Linked DNA regions of Mus musculus: region 1 is linked to region 2. Evidence: chromatin contacts called from public promoter capture Hi-C data. All regions are on one chromosome and are shown on one strand. Each heading gives the region's core, a stretch centred on a gene start, on an enhancer-like site or on the middle of the called end of the contact. The rest is flanking DNA. Distances are from core to core; before and after follow the strand shown.

Region 1 (5,928 bases), core at 71-2,570, 1.2 Mb before region 2:
AGAGTGTGGGCTCATATTAGAACTTGTACCATTACCTCTGGGGAGGTTGGGGGGGGGGTATCACCATTCTCGATTATTAAGGTGATACATTTTGACAGGTGTTTCTTGTCCGAGTTGGCACCATTTTTTAAAGACTCAAATCAGGAAGATGGACTCGAACAAGAAACAGAACCCAGAGGAGATACTACTCAACTTTCTCCTCCCCGGACAAAATAAACGCCTATAAAGAGTGTGCTGTACACCTGTTAGTCGGCAGGACCAAGCTGGATTTTTCTTTATTTCTTGTGATGCGACACTTGTCTGACTGGTATACGAGATAATCTTAAAACTACCTTTCCACCCAAATCACTCAACTGGAAAAGATGCTGTATGTCAACAATTTCTGCCTTGAGCTTCGATTCCCTAATGAGCTGATTCTTCTTAAAAAGAACAATGATCATCTTTTTCTCTCCTCCTTCTCTTTGCGTGGGGGAAGGAAAAAAAAAACGAAAACAAAAACAAATCCCAGTCTATTCTCGGCCTGCCGGCCAGGCAAACCCTCAGCCACCCCAGCCCAGCGGCCGCCGTGGCGGCGGCACCCCAGAGTGGGCTCGGCTCCCCGGTGTCATTGTTTGCTAATTTCCTGACGTGCCCTCCGACTTGTTTACCTTCAATAACACCCGGTGGGTCCCCCTCAGGCACAACTTTCCCCGCGGCGGGGCGTGTGCGGCCCGCGGGGGGCCCGGGTTCGGGCGGGGACGAGGGGGTCGGGGCGGGCGCGCCCCCGGCGTGGAGCCCGCGGGCGGCCGGGGCGCGCGGGGCCGAGTGCGCGGAGCGCGGCGCCGGCTTCCCGCCGCTGTCCCCGGGCCGGCAGCTTACCTCGGCTCACCAGTTTGAAGCTCTGGGATTTCCTGCTTCTTTTCCTCTCCGAGAACTCCATGGTGCGGGCAAGGTGGCGGCGCGGCAGGAGACTGAGGCGGCGGCTGAGGCGGGCTCGTGTCACCGCCGCGGAGCCGCCGGGACCAAGGTCCGCGTCGCGATCGGCGGGGGAGGCCGAGGGACGGGAGGAACCACCGCGAGCCCGGCCGGGGGTTGCGCGCCCGGGGCGAAGTTGTCCCCGCGCGCGGCTCCGCCTCCCCGGTGTCTTAGGCGACCCCTCGGTGCCCCTTCATGCCGCCTCGCTCTTTCCCGAACGCAGCCCGCCGCAGCCCAACTTTCCGTTGGGAGCGGGGCCGGGCTGGGGCGCGGAGCTGTGGGGTGCTCGCCGCGGCCCGCCTGGGCTCAGCCTGCGGACGCGGCCCGGGGGACGCGGCGAGCCGAGGGAGGGCGGCGGCGGCGGGTGCGGAGCGGCGGCCGGGGCGCTGACCTCCCCCGCGGGAGTAGGGGCCGCGCCGTCGAAGGGGGCGGCGCCGCCGGGACCCCGGGACCACCTGCTGGCGGAGCCCGGCCGCCGCCATCCCCCGGGGGCCGCCGCCACTGCTGGACTCGGCCGTGCGGCGACCCGGCATGGGCCGGAGGCCGCGCGGTTCAGCGTCCGGAGCGGCCCGGGCCCGTGGAGCTGCCCCCCCGGACGGACGCCGCGCTCTGCCCGGCCTCCCTCTGCGGCTCCCGGAGGCGAACCTGCCTTTAGAAATAAGCCAGGGATCGTGGCTCCTTGGCGGCCAGCCCTCGCTCTGTCTGAGAGGCGGGCGGTGCCAGGGCCAGACGCGGATTTTAGGCAACTTTTAAGAGGGGGTGAAGAACTTACCCATCCGCGCTCTTGGAGCAAACAGAGAGAAATTTGAGCATGTACTGCTGAGAAGACTATGGGATGGAGCGAACATCAATTCTTATCCCCACCCTGGGGACTGTAGGGGAAGTTATATGCAAAGGGGGTGCTTGGAATGGTGTTTTGGGGAGAGGAATACTAGAGGTGAGGAGTGCAAGGGGGTGCAGGCTCTTAGGGAAACAGTGGTCATAGCAGGTGCATAGACTCTGCCACTTGACGCAGAAATACCAAAATAATTGCCGTCCGCCAATGGCCATTGGGAGTTTTATGTAATCTTTTTCTCTGGGGAGCCAAGTGTGCACTTACTGTAGGCGCCATTTCTTACCACATGTTTTAAGTGGGAATAGAAAAGATTTTTTACATCACCTGGGAATGGTAGTGTGGAAACATGATCTGACACGCTTAAAAGTACGGCCTCCAAATCTACGGTTTCTAGACCAAAGTACAAAGGGGAAGAAGGGATGGGCTGCTGCTCCAACACCTTAGGAAGGTCAGGTTGCTCCAAAGAATGCAGAGAAAAGGGGGGAGGGGGCTGGGGTGGGCTGTCTTGATGAATGATTGAGGTTAGTTGCACTCAAATGGACAGCCGTTCAAAAGCCACTCTGATAGAACCTTGACGTTAGAAGCAGGGTGACTACCAAGGAGCAAGCAGTGCAAACATGCCTGGGAAATAAAACCAAAGAACCGGTGAGCAGCAAGCCAGCTGGAGACAACAGGATAGACACGGGTGTGGATAGACACGGGTGTGGACACCCGGCAGTGTGGACACCCGGCTGGCCGCAGGGAGACCAAGCGCTTCATCCAGCTCTAAAGCAAATCACTTTAAGAGGGGATTCATTTTTTTTTTCCTACTTCTTTGAGATTATGTTAGAGGCTGAGTCCTTTTCCCAGAAAAGTGTATGGAAGAAATGAAATTGTATTTGGTGAAGTTCTTTGATCTCTTTAGAGTTAAAAGATGCAGTGAAGGGTTCAGTATGATAGTGGTTTGGGCAATAATCCCACTTGTTTCTTCCCCCACCTCCATTCAAAACCAGAATTTTATAAACCTGAAGGTGTCTGGGATGTTTCTAAAGTAAGAAAACATTCTACACCCCATTCTGGGGCCGTGAGAGATAGAGATAGAGATAGAGGGAGGGAGAGAGAGAGAGATCCCTTGTCAAATTTTATTCCAATAGTCACAGGCTGAGTACTACGCTAATTGAATAATGCAGAGTAGTCTCGCCTTGGAGCATAAAGTAAGCTTTTATTGTGCTTAAACTATGATGAAATCATTGAAGGTATCACCCCAAGAAGTACATCCCTAGGAAAGATATCATTCACTTTAAGTTCAAGCAGGAATGTGACTTCTACCTGCTGAAGGGAATATCCTCTATGTAGTTAAGGGGATATTTTAAGAGACTACCTAAAATTAATAGTAACTATGTCTTTGCCCTTTTGACTGAGCTCTTCAAAGATGGTCCATGAGTATCCACTCATGGTGTGTAAAGACTATGAAACAGCCTGTTCTATTGCTTTCTAGGGGATATCAACTAGTTTTATTTACTTTCTACTTGGTACACACCACTGTGGCTTTATCCAACAAATTTATGGATCTACAGTTAGTATTAAGTAATATCAAGCTGGAATTGCCTTGACTGGGTATGTATCTGTAATAGGTTGTGTAGGTTAACTTAGCAAAATATCACAGACTGCCTGACTTAAGAAATTTGCTTTCCTATCACTGCAAGGAGTCCAAGATCAAGGTCTGATACAGTCTGTCTCTGGGGAGGGAGGGATCTTTCCCTTGCTTGTAAACTGCTGCCTGTTGCCTGAGCATTCACAATTGGTATTTAAAAATGTTTTAGATTTATTATTTTATTAGTTTATGTTTATGTGTTTCACCCGAATGTGTGTATGAGCACCATGTGTGTGCCTGGTGCTCACAGAAGTCAGAAGAGGGCATTAGATCAGAACTGGATATGCAATGGCTGTGAGCCTCCACGTGGGGTGGGTGCTGGGAAGCAAACTTGGGTCTTCTGCATGAGCAACAAGTGCTCTCAGTTGCTGAGCTGGTTCCCCCGCACACTGACCTCCAACCTCCAGTTCCTCTTATAAGACTACACAATTTATGGACAAGAGCCTGCCCTTTTGGCTTCTTTTAACCTTAATTACTGTCGATTAGGACCTCATCTCCATATCCAGTCATTCAAGGTCGGGGCTTCAGCATAGAGATGTCGAGGGTCAGCACTGTTGGTTTGTTTGGATATAGTGTCTGGGTTGAGGTGTCCTAGCAAACTCTTTAGATCTAGCTCTGCTCAGTACTTACAGGTTCTCAGAAACTTCAGAACCACAGGTTTACATGTTCTGGAGCTCGGGGTAAGTCTGGGCAAATATTCCATGACATCATGCAGGCCAAACATCTTATTATATGGCCATTCCAAAACCAGGTTGATTATAAAGATTAAGCATAGGTTTTAATCTTTGACAAAGACAGGTAATTTGGCCAGAAAACATTAAATAACCGTAACATAAATCTTAAAATTCTCTGGAAACTATGTCGTAAGAGAAATAAATAGTATTATGAAAATTCCCATCTTTATTTAGCTCTCCCATTTCCCAAAAGAAATATAACATGAGCCATATGAATAATTTGGACTTTTGTATTAACATTAAAGAACAATCAAATTAAGTTCATTTCATAAATACATTTTGTTTAACTGAAACCATTAAACCATTGTCATTTGGACACGTAGCAGAATGTTCTTGAGATGTTTTATATTCTGTTTGTACAAAGTTTTGAAACTGGTGTGTGAGGTGTATTTTGCAGTTGGAGAACAAATCCATTCAAACTACCTACATTCCAGGTGCTCTATGGCGACCATACTGGGCAGCTTGTAAATAGAGAAACTTCAGGATTTGAGCCAGTTGTGTATATAATTGTGACTACAACATATTACCTTTTAACCCTCAAACAGAAAGAAAGGTAAAACAGCATCATCAATCTTAAGCTACTCATACCTCTGGATTCTCTGGAACTGAAAGTGTAGTCATTCCCCAAGGGCTCCCTTACCTTAGCAGTCCCCGTAGCTTTCAGTTGGAGGATAGTCACTCGTCCTGAGGCTCATAGACAGCACAGATAACTACACAGTGGCCCTCCTTAGTCCATCCTTCAGCCTCACACAGGTTCACATTCTAGTTTACTTTCAGTGAGAGAAATTTAAAACAATGGAGAAAGTGTAAGAGATTATATCAGTCAAGTGGGTTTTGTTTTTTTTTTTTTTTTTTTGGAACTTTATTTAAAAGTGTCACCTTATGTTTACATTCCTTTAGGAGCTTCATGTGTTTGTATAGGATGTAATTCTCTTAGTCACTCTCCAAGCTTAGTGTATATTAATGTTCTCATATGATCATTGTTTTCTCAGTGATATTAGGACAGTCTCCAGATTCTTAACAAGTGATAGGTAGCCGGTGATTGTCCCATTTCTTTAAAGTTTTCTATTTTTTCTTTACACCGAAATTAAACACAGTCAAGAATACAAATCTCACGTGGACACTTTGTTTTACTTTACTAATGCAAATGTCTGTGCACCTACCATACTATTGAAAATGTGGAATTGTCTAAACATACGAGCAAGCTCTCCTGCGACCTCCCCAATAGACTCACCCCACCCTAGGAAAAGATAACTCTAACTTTTGTCACCGTAGCCTGCCTGTGCCTATTGATGAGCTAAGTGTTAGTGGAATCATGTATTATATACTGTTTTGCATCTTGCTGTTTCTGCTTAACATGTCCCAGAGATGTACTGGTCTCCTCCGCTGGGATAGGTAGCTCATTCTTTGCTGTGTTGTACATTGTCTTAGAGGACTATAGCATTTAAAAAAACAAAAACAAAAACAAAAAACATTCTACTACTGATGGCTATTGCTCATTTTCCCCCATCTTTCTTGGTGCATAAAAACATACAATCGCATATATATGAGTAGAGTTGATGAACTATACTATATGCACGTTTTTAGATTTAGTAAATTACAGTTTTTCTAAGTAGTTTTTTCATCTTGCTTCATTAACAATGTGTGAGAGTTCTAGATATACTTTATTGGAACTCATTATTTTAGTTGTGCAGAACTAGTGGTATGTTGTCTTGTTAGGATGTTCATTTACATTCCCCAGTAATTAGCAAGTGATGTTGAACACATTTCCA
Region 2 (6,290 bases), core at 40-2,539:
GATGAGATCTTTAACTGAAATTATAACTGTTAAACCAGTATCTTTAGCTACAGAAATTTTAAATAACATCTAAACTTATTTTAAATTTCTAGAGGAAGGTTTGATAATTGCTGATAGAAAGCTGGACTCCAACTACTATTAATACTATTTACTTACAATAAGACTCAACTGCCCATTCCACATGAATCTTGTCTCCATTTTCTGTTCAGTACATCTGCTCTCAAGATGAGAAGATATATGTTTACATCACTTCAATAAAACAAGAAGTGCTACAGTGGTCCCAAAGGGACTATCAAAACTGTTCATCTTGGCTCTTGTTAACAGTCCTCTACAAAATACACTGTTTTTTTGTTTTGTTTTGTTTTTACAAAACCTAGGTACTATAACACCCTCAAAACCAGGTGGGATGGTGGAATTGAAGGTATGATCGCCAAGTCCACAGAAGAAAACAGGCGTCTATTTTATCGTTCTCTAGGAATTAATGTGCTCCTTTGTAAAGCAGCTTGTCTATAAAGTCCTAGTCAGCCGTACCCTTGTCTTTGATTTCAGCAACCCTAACGTATTGCCATGTTTTATTTACCTCCTAGGAATGGCAATTAGTTTGAACCTCAAAACATGTCTTCTGAGCAGAGAAGCAAGTCTCCTCGGTTAGGAGCAACAAAATCAAGTTGGCAGCGGAGACCATTTGCACAAAATCTAATACGAATCCTATTTCACTCCTTTTTCTGCGCCACCTTAATAATGACAGCAAAAGCAGAAGGGTGAAATGTTATTTACAGCTTGGGCCGGGAGAAGCTGCTTAGGCAATTGCTAGGCTGAGCGCGGTGTCGCCGCCATGCAAGCAGGTCACACACCGCTCACCTTCACAGTCAGCCCTCGGCCCCACACCGGCCTCCAGGCCCTGCGCCAGCACAGGGTTCGAGATACAAAACCCGGCGCAAAAGGTCACCAGAGCAGTTGGACTGATGCACCGCATGCTGAGCCTGGGACCCGGAACTACCCACACCTTCCTTACTGTAGTGGGGGCTGCCTCGTGAAGCCGGAAAGAGGCAGGAAACAAGTGACGCAATCTCACCAGGCGTTCCCATTGGCTCTGATGAACGGCGCTCAGGAGAGGGAGGAGCTAATGACCCTCTTCCGGGCCTTTCCGGCTTGAGCTTGAGCAGACCGGCGTTTACGCCGGGCTCCCAAGGAGCGCGGAGTGATGCGCTAAAACTATTGGCTAACCGTTCTGATGAAAGGCGGCATCCTTATGTTGATTGGCTGCGACTTGGGAGGCCGGCGCAGCAGACCGGACGCAGTAGGCGGGCGGGAACGTGAAGTCTCCGCAGTGCCTGATGGGCTTGTTCCGAGGAAGCTAGCTGAAGCTGCTGAAGGGTCCTTCGTTGAGCTGCCGTGGTCTCCGCCGCCTTATGGCGGCGATCGGCGTGCACCTGGGCTGCACATCAGCCTGTGTGGCTGTCTACAAGGTGAGCCTGGGAAGCTGTCTCCGGGTTCCGTGGCGGCCACCCTGTTTTCTGGGCTCCGGGTCATCGGCCCGGGAACCGTGCGTGCAAGCAAGTGGCAATGTTGCGGGTTCTCGGCTCTCCCTCCAAGGCCAAGCACGCTGTGTGGAGGGTGGATACAGAGAGCCGGATCTTGGATACTCCAGGGTATCCTGGACGTCTTGGCTGTTTGAGGAGTTTTAGGGACGAAAAGGCCTCAAGCATGCAGGGTGCACTTAGGAGACCGGGCCATAGGATGCCCAGAAGAGTTCAAAAGACGTCAGGGCTCCAGGATGCCTGGAGTCCTCGGGGCGGGGGACATCGTTCTTGTAAAGACGCCTAGAACAAACCTGGATGTCAGGACCCCCTGGATGCTAGAGAAGTCCTAGTGACAACTGACCGCAGAGTCCCTAAGAGGTCACGGTGACGTCACTGGTTCGGGGTTCCCGGAGGTGGGAGGTATTTGAATTTCTGAGCAACCAGAGCACTGTGTAACTGCCCTCGAGAGAAGGGTTCCTAGTTAAGAACTGACTCTTGCTGTACACACTTGATTCTAGAACTGAGAACTTAACAAGGAACTATAGCTTTTTCCTCCTCAATATCGATGGAGAAGGAACAATGTTAAGGAATTTAACCGATGCTATCTTCGGTTTTAAGTCTCATTCGATTTATCAGGAAAGTCCCAGGGGAGTAGCTACTTCGTTTGTAGGGAAGCAGGTGGAAAAGCTGTATTTGTGGGAGAGTCGTGTAATCATGCTTGCTAGGTATAGAATGTTGTATACATTTGATCCAGCTTACTGCACAGATCTAAACGGGAAAATGCATGGGCTAGAAGAAGCCTTTTATTAAACTATAAGAAACAAATAGTGGCAGTTAAAAGACCAGTTTATGAGGGACAATCTAAGAAAGAGAGACACTGCCAACCTAGTAAGGTTTTGCAAGGTGGAGTAGTCTGAGGACTGAACTCGGGTAGCCTTGTGCTTTTATTGATTGTTACGAAAAAAAGGCCTTTTGGCAAGTCAATTACTGAATACCAGAATGTCTTCTCTGATCTCGTTGTCTGAAGGACCCATTGCCTAAGCAATTATCAACCATTGCAAAAATTCCTGGTTTGCCAAGAATGTCTTGCTACTGAGGTTATGCAATTCCTCAGTTTGAAATTCCCAAAGGAAGAGCAACCCCATAAGTCCCATCACTGATTATTTACAGAAGATGACTTTAAGGCCTGAATGGGTGTCACTCAGGCACCTGAGTGAATGCCAGATACAATGGCATTTCTAAAATTCCATTACAATCTGCAGGTATATTCAATGAGATTGTGCATTCCAGTGTGAGAGAACTAACCCTCTCACATCTTTCCTTAGGATGGCCGGGCCGATGTGGTTGCAAATGATGCAGGGGATAGAGTCACACCAGCCATTGTTGCTTACTCGGAACGTGAACAGGTACGGTCGAGTACTCTCATCGGTGGTTCTTGAAAATAATGCAGAGTCTTGTTGTTAATGTGCAGTTCTTTTTCAGGTGGTTGGACTGGCAGCAAAACAAAGTAGAATAAGACATGTTTCAAGCACAGTAGTGAAAGTGAAACAGATCCTTGGCAGAAGGTATGGCATAAAGTACTTTAAGGTATGGTAGCCAAACATTCAAACCATGCTTGCACATTCTGGGCAGAATGCTAAGGAAACGAGAGACACTCCAGACTGTTTAATGGCGGTTACTTTAGGGAGAGCCCCAGGGGGGTTGTTCAGAAGTTTGCTTCTTGCTGACAGGTCTCATAGTATTAGTGAATGCCAGCACTCACTTCTAGTCATTTATGCCAGTCACAAGTGGTTCTTTGGCCTTTTGCATTCTTGTATCTCCTTGAACTGAGTGAACTAGAATTATTTTGTTGGAATTGGATGATTTCTCTGCATGGTGGTTGAGTTTTGTAAAATCTCTTATCACTGGTCATAATTTCTTCAGCTACTATTGATTTTCCTCCTTGGCCCTTTGTGACACTTTCTGGGAACTAACTTTTCCAGTTGACTCACAAATGTAATCGCTGGAGAAACAGTTTAATTAATATCTTAAGAAGCAGGTCAGTTATCTGTTATGACTTTAATTAGAAGATTCCAGAGGCTTGCTTCCCCAGACTTCCGTCTGTTCGAATCATAGATTATCCTAATAAGTAGGGCCCTTTCATTTCCTCTGGAGTGTGGTGCTTGGCGATGTTTGAGTGTTTTCACATCTATGATGCTATTGAATCCTCTCCATCCCCATAAAAACTGGTTGGCCAGGTATCAGGAGGTCAAGGCACCCGGAATTTGTGACTTTCCCAAATTACAGTGGTGAATTAGATAAGCCTGCAGGTGGGGACTTCTAATCCTTAGCTCCCTCTGCCTTTTCTTCTTCATTTAAGTAGGATGTAAATATTAGGCATTTCTTTGTATTGAATTTAAAACTTGGGGATTGTTAATTAGATTGAATATTTCATTTACATAGGCATGTTTATTTCATGAGCTCTTGACTGCTTACACTAAACTTGATATCACTCTATTAAAGAATGAATTCAGATGTTTTTGTGTGATTATAATCCTATATTCATTAATGTTGGTAGGTGTTATTAAGCGTATTAAAATGTACTGGTAAGCATATTAAAAATAAATTGGCAGCCAGGCGTGGTGGTGCGCGCCTTTAATCCCAGCACTCGGGAGGCAGAGGCAGGTGGATTTCTGAGTTCGAGGCCAGCCTGGTCTACAGAGTGAGTTCCAGGACAGCCAGGGCTACACAGAGAAACCCTGTCTTAAAAAAAACAAAACAAAACAAAAAATTGGCATAAAATGTTTTTGAATTGTAAGTGGGGGTATATGAAAGATCTCAAAGCCAGAGTCATTGAGGAGCCAGGAATTGTTAAGTAACCTTCCCCCTTTGGAGATAATTTTCGTTTCCTGTGAGAGAATGAAGGTGACCAGTATATTATTAGATTCACCGTTTCTGTCAGTGATATTGTCCTACAAGACTATAGTTGAGCATCGCAACCAGAACACTAATGTTGATTCAGTCAAGACAGAGAGCCTTTCTGTAGGATCCTCTCGAAGCCAGTAGTGTTTGGATTTGTTTCCTTTATGCCTCCAGAACTGTCACTTTTCAGATTATGTACTTTGTATCAGCAGACCAGCTTAAGCTTGCTTTTCTGGCCTTGAAGGTTAAATCCTTTTAGTAAGAATGCAGCAGTGAGTCCAATGGGTAACACACAGGCACACCACACTAAATGGATGCAGCCAGTAAAAGGCCAGTGCCATTCAGACAGACCCAAGGCCATGGCTCTGCTAAGACTTCTCTTGAGTTAGCTGCCTCATGGTCGGGTTGTTTCCTTCTTGACCTAACCAGCCATGGTTATCTTGGGTCTCAGCCATGGATGCGCTTAGCCCTTGTAGAAGAGCGAGTCCTTTTGTTATCAAGCCATTAAACCCACAGTCCATCACTTCCTATGGGCGGATGAACTCCCAAAGTCTTGACCATATGCTGCGGAATCTGCACACAGGTAGCACGGCTTCTCTTGCTGCCAGGATGATCCTCACACCTGCCCTGTAACTCTCGTTCCCCTGTGGCCTTCCAGCCAGAAGTGTGGTCCTCAGACCTGCCTTCTCAGCAGAGTGCCCTGGGAGGAAAGAACCAGCAGGCTCCTGGAAACATGCTGAGAACACCCAGAGCTTCCCCACGCCTCGAAAACTGTGCCCTGCTGCCTGGGAGCTTGCTTCAGTAGCCTTCCTTCCCTGCCCACCATGGCAACCACTAATAGCAGTGCGGGCATCCGGTGGTCCAGACAGGAGACACGAACTCTTCTCTCCATCCTAGGTGAGGCAGAGTACATCCAGCGCCTCCAGACTAGGCATCACAATGCAGATATCTATCAGGCGGTGTCTAGGCGAATGCAGCAGGAGGGCTTCTGCCGCACCGAACGCCAGTGCCGCTCCAAGTTTAAAGTTCTGAAGGCATTGTATTTAAAGGCCTACGTTGCCCATGCCACAAGTATGGGGGACCCACCGCACTGCCCATTTTATGATACGTTGGATCATCTTCTTCGAAACCAGATAGTGACTGACCCAGACAACTTAACGGAGGCTGCTGCTTGGGCCAAGCACTGTTATCAGAATTTGGTAGCCTCTGACAAGCCAGGGCAAGAGGGCACCAGCATTCGGGAAATGAAAAGGACACAGACAGCTTGTCATCATCGTATTTTGCAAACAGTTAAGGAATCAAATGAGGATTGTCACCTAAGAATCAGTGACCAGACACAAGAAGCCAGTGACCTTGAGGGCTCCTGGGATGACTCCTTGGGTGCAGGTAACTCCCAAGCATGAGAGGGACTGGGTCTTAGAGTCACTTGGTCCTAGATAGTGTTAAAAGATTGGATAGCGCTCTCTTGAGCATAACTCTCATTTCTGTCTCATTGAGCCCCCTCTCTAAATACAGTACTCCAATTTCTTACCTATGACCCTGGTATATAGTCAAACTCTTCACACGTAAAGACATGGTCTTTCAAAGCATCCTAGTTTGGGCATTATTTGTGCATGCTAGGCAGATGCTACAACCCTGAGTGACTTGTCTGGCTTTGGGCATTATTTGGAATGGGTACTTAGGAATATATGGGGGGAGGGGTTGTGAGTAGGACAGCCACATGAAAAGCGTCTTGGGGAATATACTGCCATTTTTATAACTGGTTAAAGAAGCCAAAATGTCCACATTATAGAATCATTTCCCTTTTATCCCCTTGTGGAAAGAGGCCTTCCCAAGAATTACATATTTTTGTGTCTCAGCTCTGCT

The links. Promoter capture Hi-C pulls out the DNA fragments that hold promoters and counts their contacts.
Region 1: a promoter capture Hi-C map of embryonic stem cells shows a contact between it and region 2, with 4 times the contacts expected there. The contact joins the promoter of Bend7 here to the promoter of Hspa14 in region 2. A contact is called at or near these places in 5 of 39 promoter capture datasets (cranial neural crest, embryonic stem cells, hippocampal neurons and 2 more), 1 of 484 Hi-C or Micro-C datasets (muscle stem cells), 2 of 115 datasets of contacts at active chromatin or transcription factors (astrocytes and stem cell-derived neural progenitor cells) and 1 of 9 other capture datasets (embryonic stem cells).

What each region holds. Positions count from the first base shown.
Region 1 is chr2:4,713,223-4,719,150 of GRCm38.p6, reverse strand. It overlaps Bend7 (BEN domain containing 7), which reads right to left and starts at 1,320. Exons shown (of 9, transcript NM_178663.4): 1 at 859-1,320. The coding sequence starts at 919.
Region 2 is chr2:3,507,813-3,514,102 of GRCm38.p6, reverse strand. It overlaps Hspa14 (heat shock protein 14), which reads left to right and starts at 1,289. Exons shown (of 14, transcript NM_015765.2): 1 at 1,289-1,469; 2 at 2,849-2,929; 3 at 3,006-3,088. The coding sequence starts at 1,413. Cdnf (cerebral dopamine neurotrophic factor) reads right to left here and starts at 1,038. Exons shown (of 4, transcript NM_177647.4): 1 at 862-1,038. The coding sequence starts at 976.